Regions from separate parts of the Ovis aries genome. Here region 2 is linked to region 1. Evidence: chromatin contacts called from public Hi-C data. All regions are on one chromosome and are shown on one strand. The core of a region is the stretch at or near the end of the contact, and the rest is flanking DNA. Distances in the headings are between cores, read along the strand shown. Region 1 overlaps TBC1D4 (TBC1 domain family member 4). Region 2 holds the start of TBC1D4 (TBC1 domain family member 4).

Region 1 (5,016 bases), core at 1,485-3,984:
GAAACAAAATAGACAGCCCAGAAATAGGTTCACATAAATATAGTCAACTGAACCTTGACAGAGGACAGAACAACAGAGCAAAGATAGTCTCTTCATCAAATGGTTCTGGAACAATGGACATCTACATGCCAAATTAATCTAGACACAGACCTTACACTCTACAAAATTAACTCAAATCTAGAAAACTCAGATGACCTTGGGTAGGGTGATGCTTTTTTAGATACAAAACCAAAGATGCAATCTATGAAAAAATTGATAAGGTGGATGTCATTCAAATTAAAACTTCTGCTCTATAAAAGACAGTATCAAGAGAATTGGAAGACTAGCCACCGGTTGGGAGAAAACATTTTGCCAAAGACACAGCTGATAAAGTCTTGTTATCCACAATACACAGTTCAGTTCAGTTCAGTCGCTCAGTCATGTCTCTTTGCAACACCATGAACCGCAGCACACCAGGCCTCCATGTCCATCACCAACTCCCAGAGTTTACCCAAACTTATGTCCATTGAGTCGGTGATGCCATCCAACCATCTCATCCTCTGTCGTTCCCTTCTCCTCCCCACCCTCAATCTTTCCCAGCATCAGGGTCTTTTCAAATGAGTCAGCTCTTTGCATCAGGTGGCCAAAGTACTGGAGTTTCAGCTTCAACATCAGTCCCTCCAATGAACACCCAGGACTGATTTCCTTTAGGATGGACTGGTTGGATCTCCTTGCAGTCCAAGGGACTTTCAAGAGTCTTCTCCAACACCGCAGTTCAAAAGTATCAATTCTTTGGCACTCAGCTTTCTTTATAGTCCAACTCTCACATCCATACATGACTACTGGAAAAACCGTAACCTTGATTAGATGGACCTTTGTCAACAATATACAAAGGACTCTTAAAACTCAACAATAAAAGAAGACCTGATTAAAACATAAACTAAACACCTTGACAGACATCTCCCTCCAAAAGATATTCAGATGTCAAATACGCATTATGAAAAGATACTCCACAGCATATGTCATCAGAGAAATACAAATGAAAACAAGATACCACTACACACCTAATAGAATGGCCAAAATCTGGAACACTAACAACACCAAATGCTATGAGGATATGGAGCAAAAGGAACTTTCCATACACTGGTGGTGGGAGTGAAAAATGGTTCACTCACTTTGGAAGAGAGTTTGGTGATTTCTTGCAAAACGAAACATACTTTTTTAAAAAATAATTTTACTTATTTATTGGCTGCCCTGGGTCTTTGTTGCTGTGCAGGCTTTTCTCTAGCTGCAGCAAGCAGGGACTAATCTTTAGTTGCAAAGTGCTGGCTTCTCTTGTTGTGGAGCACAGGCTCCAGGCAGGGTGCGGACTTCAGTAGCTGCAGGTCCTCAGCTCTAGAGAACAGGCTCGATAATTGTGGCATGTGAGCTTAGTTGCTCCAGGGCATGTTGTATCTTCATGAACCAGGGATCGAACCCATGTCTCCTGCATTGGCTGGCAGATTCTTTACCAGTGAGCCATCAGGGAAATCCAATATATTGGGTTTCTTTTTACAAGACTACTCTTACTATACAATCCAGCAACCTTGCTCCTTGGTATTTAGGAATTGAAAACTTATACCAACACAAAAACTGGCACACTGATGTTTTAAGTAGGTGTATTCAAAATTACCAGAACTTGGAAGCAACCAAGATGTCCTTAAGTAGGTGAATGAATAAATTAAACTGTCGTACATTCAGACATTGAAATGTTATTCAGGGCTAAAAAGAAATGAGCCATCAGGCTATGAAAAGACATGGAAGAAATTTAAAAGCATATTACTAAGTGAAAGAAGCCAATCTGAAAAGGCTACCTGTTGCATGATTTCAATTATATGATGCTTTAGAAAAGGCAAAGACTATGGGGGCAATACAAAGTTTCAATGGTTGCAGGAATGGAGATAGTGGAGACAAAGCACAGAGAGTTTTACAACAGTGAAAATACTTTGTGTGAGACCGTAATGGTGGGTGTATGTCATTATAAATGTGTCGAAACCTGAAATGTACAACACCAAGAGTGAGGCCTAAGGTAAACTGGGGACTTGGGGGACTATGATGTATCAGTGTAGGCACAAACGGACAGTTCTGATAAGTGATGCTGACAGGGAGGAGCCTATGAATGTGGTGAGGCAGGGGCGTACAGGAATCTCTGGACCTTACATTGCAAATCTTTAAATTGCCCTAAAGAAATAAAATCTGTTTTCAAAAAGTACACAGTTCAACATCATTTGTATTTACTACAATAAACACTAGAGGGAGCTTTCCCTCACGAACTAGTTTACCTAAGCCAAAAACAAAGGAAAAAATTTTAAGTTTTTTATAATACTGGAAAATACCACTGTTTATGAAATACCATTTATTACCACTGCTCTCATTTTAGTCTTAAAATATTAACCACTGGCTAGTAAATTAACTGGAATTTTAACTGATTAGATATATTAATAAGTTAATAAACTGAAAAAATTAGAGTATGTCAATATCAACCCTTCAAAACATTTAATCTGTTAGATATTTTCAAACAGGACATAATAAACCTAATAAAAAAGATATGTCTTGGTTCTTTATCGTAACATATGAAAGTATAGTCATCTAAACAAAACGCTAAAGCTGGACACTTGATAAGTGGTTTTAACTTATGAAACGTCTGAACTCTTGAGAAGAGAGCTTTTCTGAGCAATGCTGGGTTGTGAAACAGAACGAACTCTGGAAAAGAGGCCAGAGACAAGAGGTTAAACCCAGAGGGACCTGGACGGGACCAGCTCCAGCTGAGATTAAACGATAAAGCTGTAATGTTATCAAAAAGCAAAAAGTGTCATGAGTTTCTCAGAAACCTATTTTTGTCCTGGCCTTCCTTATTACTTCAGATATTTATACCCCACAGCAGTGATGAATGAGCATCTTGCGAAGGAGAATAATCCAACATTCTTGAACTTGTGTTCAGAGGCATCAGTGACTTGTAGACCTTATCATTAACCCCTAAATGTGCGAATTTCTTCCTTACACAAAGAAGAAAAAGTCCTAGACACCTGCTATTCAAGCACAAAAAGGAAAATGTATGTTTGCTACTCTCCAAAATTAGGCTGGAAGGACAGGCAATCACAAGCACGCAGGGGACCTCCCTGGTGGCCCAGTGGCTAAAGTTCCACATTCCCCATACAGAGGGCCCAGGTTCTATCCCTGGTCAGGGAACTATGATCCTACATGCTGCAACTGAGTTCACAGACAGCAACTAAGCCTGTGCACAGTGAGGAAGACCCAGCACAGTCAAAAACAACAAGCAACCAGATGCTGGATCTCTGATCTGACTTGTCCTCTCTGTGGATGAAAGGAAAAGCATGTCTCCACATAGCAACTGTCTCTCCGCGTAGCAACTGTACATCTTGGAACGCTCCCTTTGCTCTCCAACCCTCCCAGTGGAGGCAAACTCCTGAAAACAGAGCGTCATTAGGCACTCTTTCTCTCGGAGAAATGAAAAATTAGTACAATAAAATCTTGCATCAAGACTTGCCTTTGGGACAGTCATTCCTTCTTTCTCTGTTAAGGACATGGTGATTGTACCTAGAAAAGTGTTGTACCAGAAAAAAAATTTTTTTCAGAGCTGATACAAGCTGTTTAAAGATACGCTTCTTTGTTCAGTAAATATCAAAGATCTCCCCCTTGCCCTTCTTTGTGTGATCTGCCTAAACGATACCAAAGGAAACCATATAATGATTGCTGTTGTTCTGCCGCTAAGTCATGCCCAACTTTTGGTGACTCCATGGACTGCAGCAAGCCAGGCTTCCCTGTCCTTCACTGTCTCCCCAAGTTTGCTCAAATTCATGTAATGATTAAGGGGATGCAAACCACTCCAGCATCCTGCCATCTTTGATTGCAGAAAACAATGAAAAGCTTGAGTCTTTCAGACCTAGAGAAGGAACACTTTCTGACTATGCACCTTACAGGCATCTGACTTAAAATCAGATTAACAAATATAGTACTCCCCAAACATAACCGTTTACCTTTGAGGTCTCTGAAATGTCACCAGATTACTTGAAACCACGTGGATGAGTGCACTGTGACATGATTAGCCTTTACCCAGCAGAAGCACAGTCCTACCCACCCCTGGACATGACCTGTGGACAGATATCTCCTCTCCCCTTCAGAACTCAATCACATGACACTGTTACCTTTCAATTAATTGATCTTTCATAAATTTGTTACGATTTCAAGTAAACATTGGTAACTCAAAGCCTCTACCCCCAAAATTATTTTCACTTACCAGATTTCATGTATGTAAAACATTTAACTGGTAAATTGTAATTCTTTGAAGGAAACCCTCATTTGAGAATTCTAAATAGAAGGTTTGGCACTGAAATATTCTTCATGTGATAATAGTCTTAATTTTTTTAATATCCCAAATGCATTTTCATATCTATTTCAAAAAGATTAATACTTACAGCAATGCTTCGTGGCTGACATTATAATCAACTTGACTGCAGATAAAAGAAATGAAAGAAATCTGTTTGGTGGCAACTAATAATTAGCTTGTATACTGTGATAATTGGCCAGAATTATTTTTCATCAAAATTTTCCATGGGATCTACCTTGCAAAAATTCACAACTTCAAAGTCAGAAAGCAAACTCAAAGCAAACTAGCAGTCCTCATACTATTAGTCCTCATTTTTCATACATGTGATGGCTTTCAAGAAAAAGATGATTCTTATCATTTATCAGCTGAAATAGGCACTGTTTTATCTAAATAGCACCCACCTCAATTTAGAACAAATGGTTCTAGTGGATGCTGTCAATGTTTGCACCCTTCCCGAGCCCAATCTCCAAACCCCCCACAAAGCAGACCACAGTGAAGAGCATTTAATCTCAGTGGATCCAGTGACAGATATAGGGTTGGGCACGTGACCCAAGTCAGGTCAATCTGAGTAACTCCCTAGTATTTCTCAAACAGGAGGTGAGATATTCATACAACTGTTTTCCATGTGAGTTCTTGAGCTGTTGAGGAAG
Region 2 (5,288 bases), core at 150-2,649, 110 kb after region 1:
CGTTCCTGCGGGTCACCTGCTCCCGCTGCCCCATCCGCACCCAAAAGCCAGCTCCCGGACTCGGGGTCCGAGGAGCGGGACCAGCTGCGCTCAAGTGCGCCACGTGGAGGGCGCGCGCCAGCAGCGGGGCCCGAGCCTGTCCTTAACGTGGGGTACCGGCGCCCGCTGCCCCGCCACTCCCCCCGGGTGTGTCGGACCCTCCCCGGGGCCTCGGAGCCGCGCGGTCTTGCCTGATTGGGGTCTGCAGCGCGGAAAACGTGGCAGGCCATCTGCGACTCCGGGTCGTCGGGCTGCGCCTTGATCAGGTAAGCAAAGTAGGTGAGGTCCTGGCTGTTGTGGATGAAGCGCGAGATGTGCTGCGCCTTGTGCTCGAAGATGAACACGGCCGGGTTGGGCTGCGCCGCCGTCGGGCCGGAGCCCCCAGTGGCCCCGACGCCCGGCGCGGGGACGCAGCGCAGGAAGGGCGCGCTGAGCACCAGCAGCACCTCGCGGGCCGCCGGCGCCCCGCAGCCGCCCGCCTCGGGCTTCTGGCTGCGCCGGCGGATCTCGGCCATGAGCCAGGGCAGCATGGGTAGCGTGGTCCTGCGGTCCAGGCACGACCCCCCTACGTACCACAGCCGGAACCTTTTGTCGTTCGGCTTCCCGGGGCCAGGCTGCGCCGGGGCGCCAGGCTCGGGCTCCAGGGGGTGCGGGAACGGCTCATCCTGAAAGCAGCTGGGGGGCTCCATAACTCACTCCTCCCGAGGAGGGCACGGAGGCGGGGGGAGAGGCCCGCCGCGCCCCCCAGCCCCCCAGTTCTCGCGTTGAAGGCGCCGCCGAAACTGTGCCAACTGCTGCGCCGGGCCGTGCGCCCTACTCGGCGAGACCCCGAACTCCGCGCCCTAGCGGCCCTGCCCCATGCGGCACTTCTCCGGGCGCGGCTCCCGGGCTTTGGCGGCGGGCACCCGGGCAGCGCCGGGCAGCAGGACTGGCTGAAGAGGGCGAGTTAAATCGCCATCCTCCTTCCTCGGGCTCGCGCGCGGGGTCAGACCTCCCGGTTCCTCGTCCGCGGCTCCGCGGGGTCCGAGGGCCCTCGCCGCCCTCTCCGGCGCTGCAGAGCCGCTGCGGCCGCCGCTGGCCGCAGGCGGGCACGGGGAGGCTGGGCGGGGAACCGGCTGTGGGCGGGCGGGAGGGGGTGACTTGGGGCGGAGCTGATTCCTACCAGGGTGACCGGCTGTCACCTGGAAGGTCGGGGCCCCCGGGCTTCGGCGCGATCTGTCCTCCTGGAGAGCCTGCGAGAACTATTTCGGTGGAAAATAACAAAAACGAAACGTGGCCTCGCCGGGGCCGCTCCTCCTCCGGTCGCTGCAGCCCAGCTCGCTGCTCCTCCTCCTACTGTTCCCGTCCCTCCCTCGCTTCTTCCTTCCTTCCAGGCTGGCTGCTTCTTTAATCGGGCTGCCACCCCGCCTCCGGACGGGCGGGCGGGCGGAGAGCGTCGTCTCTGAAAGCTTATCTGAGAAGTCACCTCTTTGCCTCTTTTTCCGGCCGCGGTCCCCGACCGCTCCTCCAACCCGCCCCTCGGGCAGCAGTTCTGCTCCCCAGCGCCGGCCCTGCCCCTACCAACTCGTCCTCTCTCGGGTCGCCGAGATCTTCGTCTTCTTTTGGGCGTCTCTGCTGCCCCCTGGAGAGGGGACCATTCTCAATGGGACCCTAAGACTTTTTTTTTCCTTCAAGTAATCATATTTGCTTGGTTTCAATTCCTTCTAAAGTCTACATGATTTCTGATTATTTCCTAATAATCTCAAAAAAACACTCATGTTTTAAATCACGAAATTATGATGATTTTTTTTTCCGTTTCAAAAGAAATTTATTTATGATTCTTTTATTAACACACAGGGGCTTTGGTCATCTGAACAAAGAATATTTTTTTTTAAAGGAAGGTTTTTTAGGTCTTTGTTTTTCAAAGGAAATGAACACTTGTTACACCTTTGATTTTGACCTCAAGCCCTAATCAGATCTACTACCCTGGTGACCTAGAAGGAACTTTGTTGGCTCTGATACGCTTTCCCCTTTCTTAAGGCTCTTGGTAGATTCTCTCTTTGATGCTATTCTCTTAACGTCTCTATTGTGTTGAGAATATTACATAAGTAAAGTGTACTCCATCATTCCCTGTTCAAACTGCTTTGTCCTTTAGGGTCAGCGTTGCCTTAGTCACTCAGTTGCATCCGACTCTTCCCAAACCCAACAGTAGCCCGCCTGGTTCCTCTATCCATGGGGATTCTTCAGGCAAGAAGAATGAAGTGGGTTGCTATGTCCTCCTCCAGGGAATCTTCCCAACCCAGGGATCGAATGTAGGTCTCCTGTATTGTAGGCAGATTCTTTACTGCCTGAGCCACCAAGGAAGGAGCTAAGAGAGGGTTATTGTAAGATTATATCTTTGCTGCCTCCTCAACCTACTTCCCCTCACTCAAAATGCTTAAATATTATTACCCCATATCTGTTTGGAATGGGTTGTCTAAATAAACACACGTGACAGGTTATACAGTGTGCACAAGACAATATGCCACAAAACATTGCTCTCTTCCTTTCTCTCACAGAGGTATTCAAGTTCCAAACTATATTCCCTCCATGTTCCATGTCCATCTGTCTTTTGGTTTTTTCCAGTCTTATCCAAAGCAGTCTCGTTCCTACATTCTTCACCCACTACCTCCACGTAGTGCCTTCCACTGCACCTCTGAAGTTGGAAGATTGTGATCCCAAGTCTTCAAAATTCCAGAAAACAATCTGGTCACATGGTAACAGCAAAATACAAGGCCTTGCCCAACATTTCAAAACACTGCAAACTTACAAAAATAAACTAGAAAAAGTTTTGATTAAGTCCTATTTCCCTTGTGAGAGCATTTTCCAAACAAAAGTTATTTTTTATGAACCAAACACATTTGACAATCTACACCCATATCAAGGTCACCAATCACTGACCCTAGGGGAGACTGTGCTTGTGTTTAGTCGCTCAGTCCTGACCAACTCTTTGGGACCCAGTGGACTGTAGCCTGCCAGGCTCCTCTGTCCATGGAATTTTCCAGGCAAGAATACTGGGGTGGGTTACTCCAGGGGATCTTTCCAACCCAAGGAGGGAACCCAGGTCTCCCACATTGTGGGTGAATTCTTTACCATCTCAGCCACCAGGGGAGCCCAGGGGAGACTGTTACATGAGTGAAAGAAAAATACGTATAAAAACAGAATAGAGAAAATGAGGAGCTGTTTCAGTTTCCTCCAGGTGTCAACCCATTCTTACTAACTGAGTGCAGTCCAACAGCTGTAAACGTCAACCCTCCTTCAGGACAATTTGCTTTTCTCTACCTGCCAGACCCGCTCCACCAACATTCCCTTGGCCTTCTCCTCTCACTTCTGGCACAGCCCACGCTCTCATCACCTTCCCCACTAGGATGCTGAAGGTGATTCAAGACTTTCTCCTCCGAGGTCTCCCCTAACATTTTTATCTGGATGAGTGTATTGTCCATCCAGTGGCTCAGATGGTAAAGAATATGCAGGATACCTGGGTTCAATCCCTGGAGAAGGAAATGGCAACCCACTCCAGTACTCTTGAGAATCCTGTGGACAGAGGAGCCTGGTGGGCTACAGTCCATGGGATTGCAAAGAGTTGGACGTGACTGAGCCACTAACATGCACACTTTATTGTTCATCTTGCAGCTTCCCAGGGGGCTCAGACAGTAAAGAATCTGCCTGCAATGCAGGAGACCCAGGTTTGATCCACCAGAGCTTGGTTCTGGTCTTCAGATATGCTCTCACATGCTTTCAGGTGAAAGCCGTGACATCCTCCAGCAGCCTGTTGATGACAAAGCAGAAAATGCTCCGAATCTTCCTATAGGGCCAGCACTGCCACTTCCACCCATGCTTCTACCTAGCCCATGTCCAAGGTGAACATAGTTCCTGCCTCCTCTTCAGAACTGCACCCCCCACCTGCCCTAGGATGGCTGATCAACAGTCACTGCTCAAGTCAAAGCCACCTGCACTACTTGTCAATAGTATTTTAGAATTATCTTTTTAAAAATCTCCCTCTACTTATTTTGCTTTACAACTTCTCTGAAAGGAAACAGAGTTGCATGCAAACTGCATGCAAACACAGTCACAATAAAGTATTTTTAACTCCAATTTCACTTTAAGATGTAACATGGTAAGACAAACATGCATCTTCGTAGCTTTTAGTGCAGCCGATTTCTTAAAATATGGAAAAGTTCCATTTTATTCACTGTATCTACCCAGTTCAGAGCTGGTACAGAGATTTCTCACCCTTTTATATGCAGTCAATATATTTCCAAGGAACACAAAAAACATTCTAGGGAAAATCTAACCATTCTAATTATTTTTTAAAAAAAGAAGGTTCCTTTTTTTTTTAAGTCTGGCTATCTTTATTTAATTTTTTAATAGAACTTTACTTATTTTAATTGGAGGCTAATTACTTTACAATATTGTATTGGTTTTGCCATACATTGACATGAATCCACCACGGGTGTACATGTGTTCCCCATCCTGAACCCCCCTCCCACCTTCCTCCCCATCCCACCCCTCAGGGTCAACCCAGTGCACCAGCCCCGAGCATCCTGTATCATGCATCGAACCTGGACTGGCAATTTGTTTCACATATGATAATATACATGTTTCAATGCCATTCTCCCAAATCATCCCACCCTCGCCCTCTCCCACAGAGTCCAAAAGACTGTTCTATACATCTGTGTCTCTTTTGCTGTCTTGCATAGAGGGTTATCGTTACCATCTTTCTAAATTCCATATATATGAAGGTTCTTTTTTTAAAGAAAATTGGACTTTTCTTCTTTTCACTCACTGAATTATAATGAAGAGGTAAAAAGTAAACAAAAGAAGTGGGAAAAACACTGAAAGTTCTCAATTTTCTCCAAAGAACTTACAGGAAAAATGAAAATCTAGGTTTCTCTCTCTCATTATTTTTTTCAGTTTAATGGTGTTCTCACTTTCTATAAAGTTCTGGAACTATTTTTATCCTTTATGTAGGATCACAATGATCAATTATTATTCCTATGCTAAATTTCTGGGTGCACCCTGATAGCTCTCATAAATAAAATTTAAGCTCCAAGATAAAGACATTATTAATGGGTTAGATTTACTCAGCTGGTTTACTCACACCACCACGCCTTTGTGCAAAGTAGAACCATGTCTCAAGAAGCAGAGAAAAGTTCTTAGAATGTGATTAAAATGTTCTAGAACCTTATCAGAAACTCTTATACAGATCCATTTCCTAGGCCACATATTTG

What was found. Hi-C and Micro-C count contacts between places; a contact is called where the count stands out from the background.
Region 2: a contact with region 1 is called in a Hi-C map of tail adipose tissue, with 6 times the contacts expected there. The contact joins the promoter of TBC1D4 here to the enhancer-like site in region 1. A contact is called at or near these places in 7 of 16 Hi-C or Micro-C datasets (hypothalamus, mesenteric adipose tissue, muscle and 3 more).

What each region holds. Positions count from the first base shown.
Region 1 is chr10:51,025,472-51,030,487 of ARS-UI_Ramb_v3.0, forward strand. The region is part of intron 1 of TBC1D4 (TBC1 domain family member 4); the gene reads right to left. Among named protein-coding and RNA genes, the nearest start is that of TRNAC-GCA, 56 kb to the right of the region's middle. Within about 2 kb of position 2,735, at least 7 of the 54 cell types and tissues checked have an H3K27ac peak or open chromatin away from gene starts, as enhancers often do. A contact at or near this core is called in tail adipose tissue, where this site is marked.
Region 2 is chr10:51,135,540-51,140,827 of ARS-UI_Ramb_v3.0, forward strand. TBC1D4 (TBC1 domain family member 4) reads right to left here and starts at 1,400. Exons shown (of 19, transcript XM_027973696.3): 1 at 231-1,400. The coding sequence starts at 728.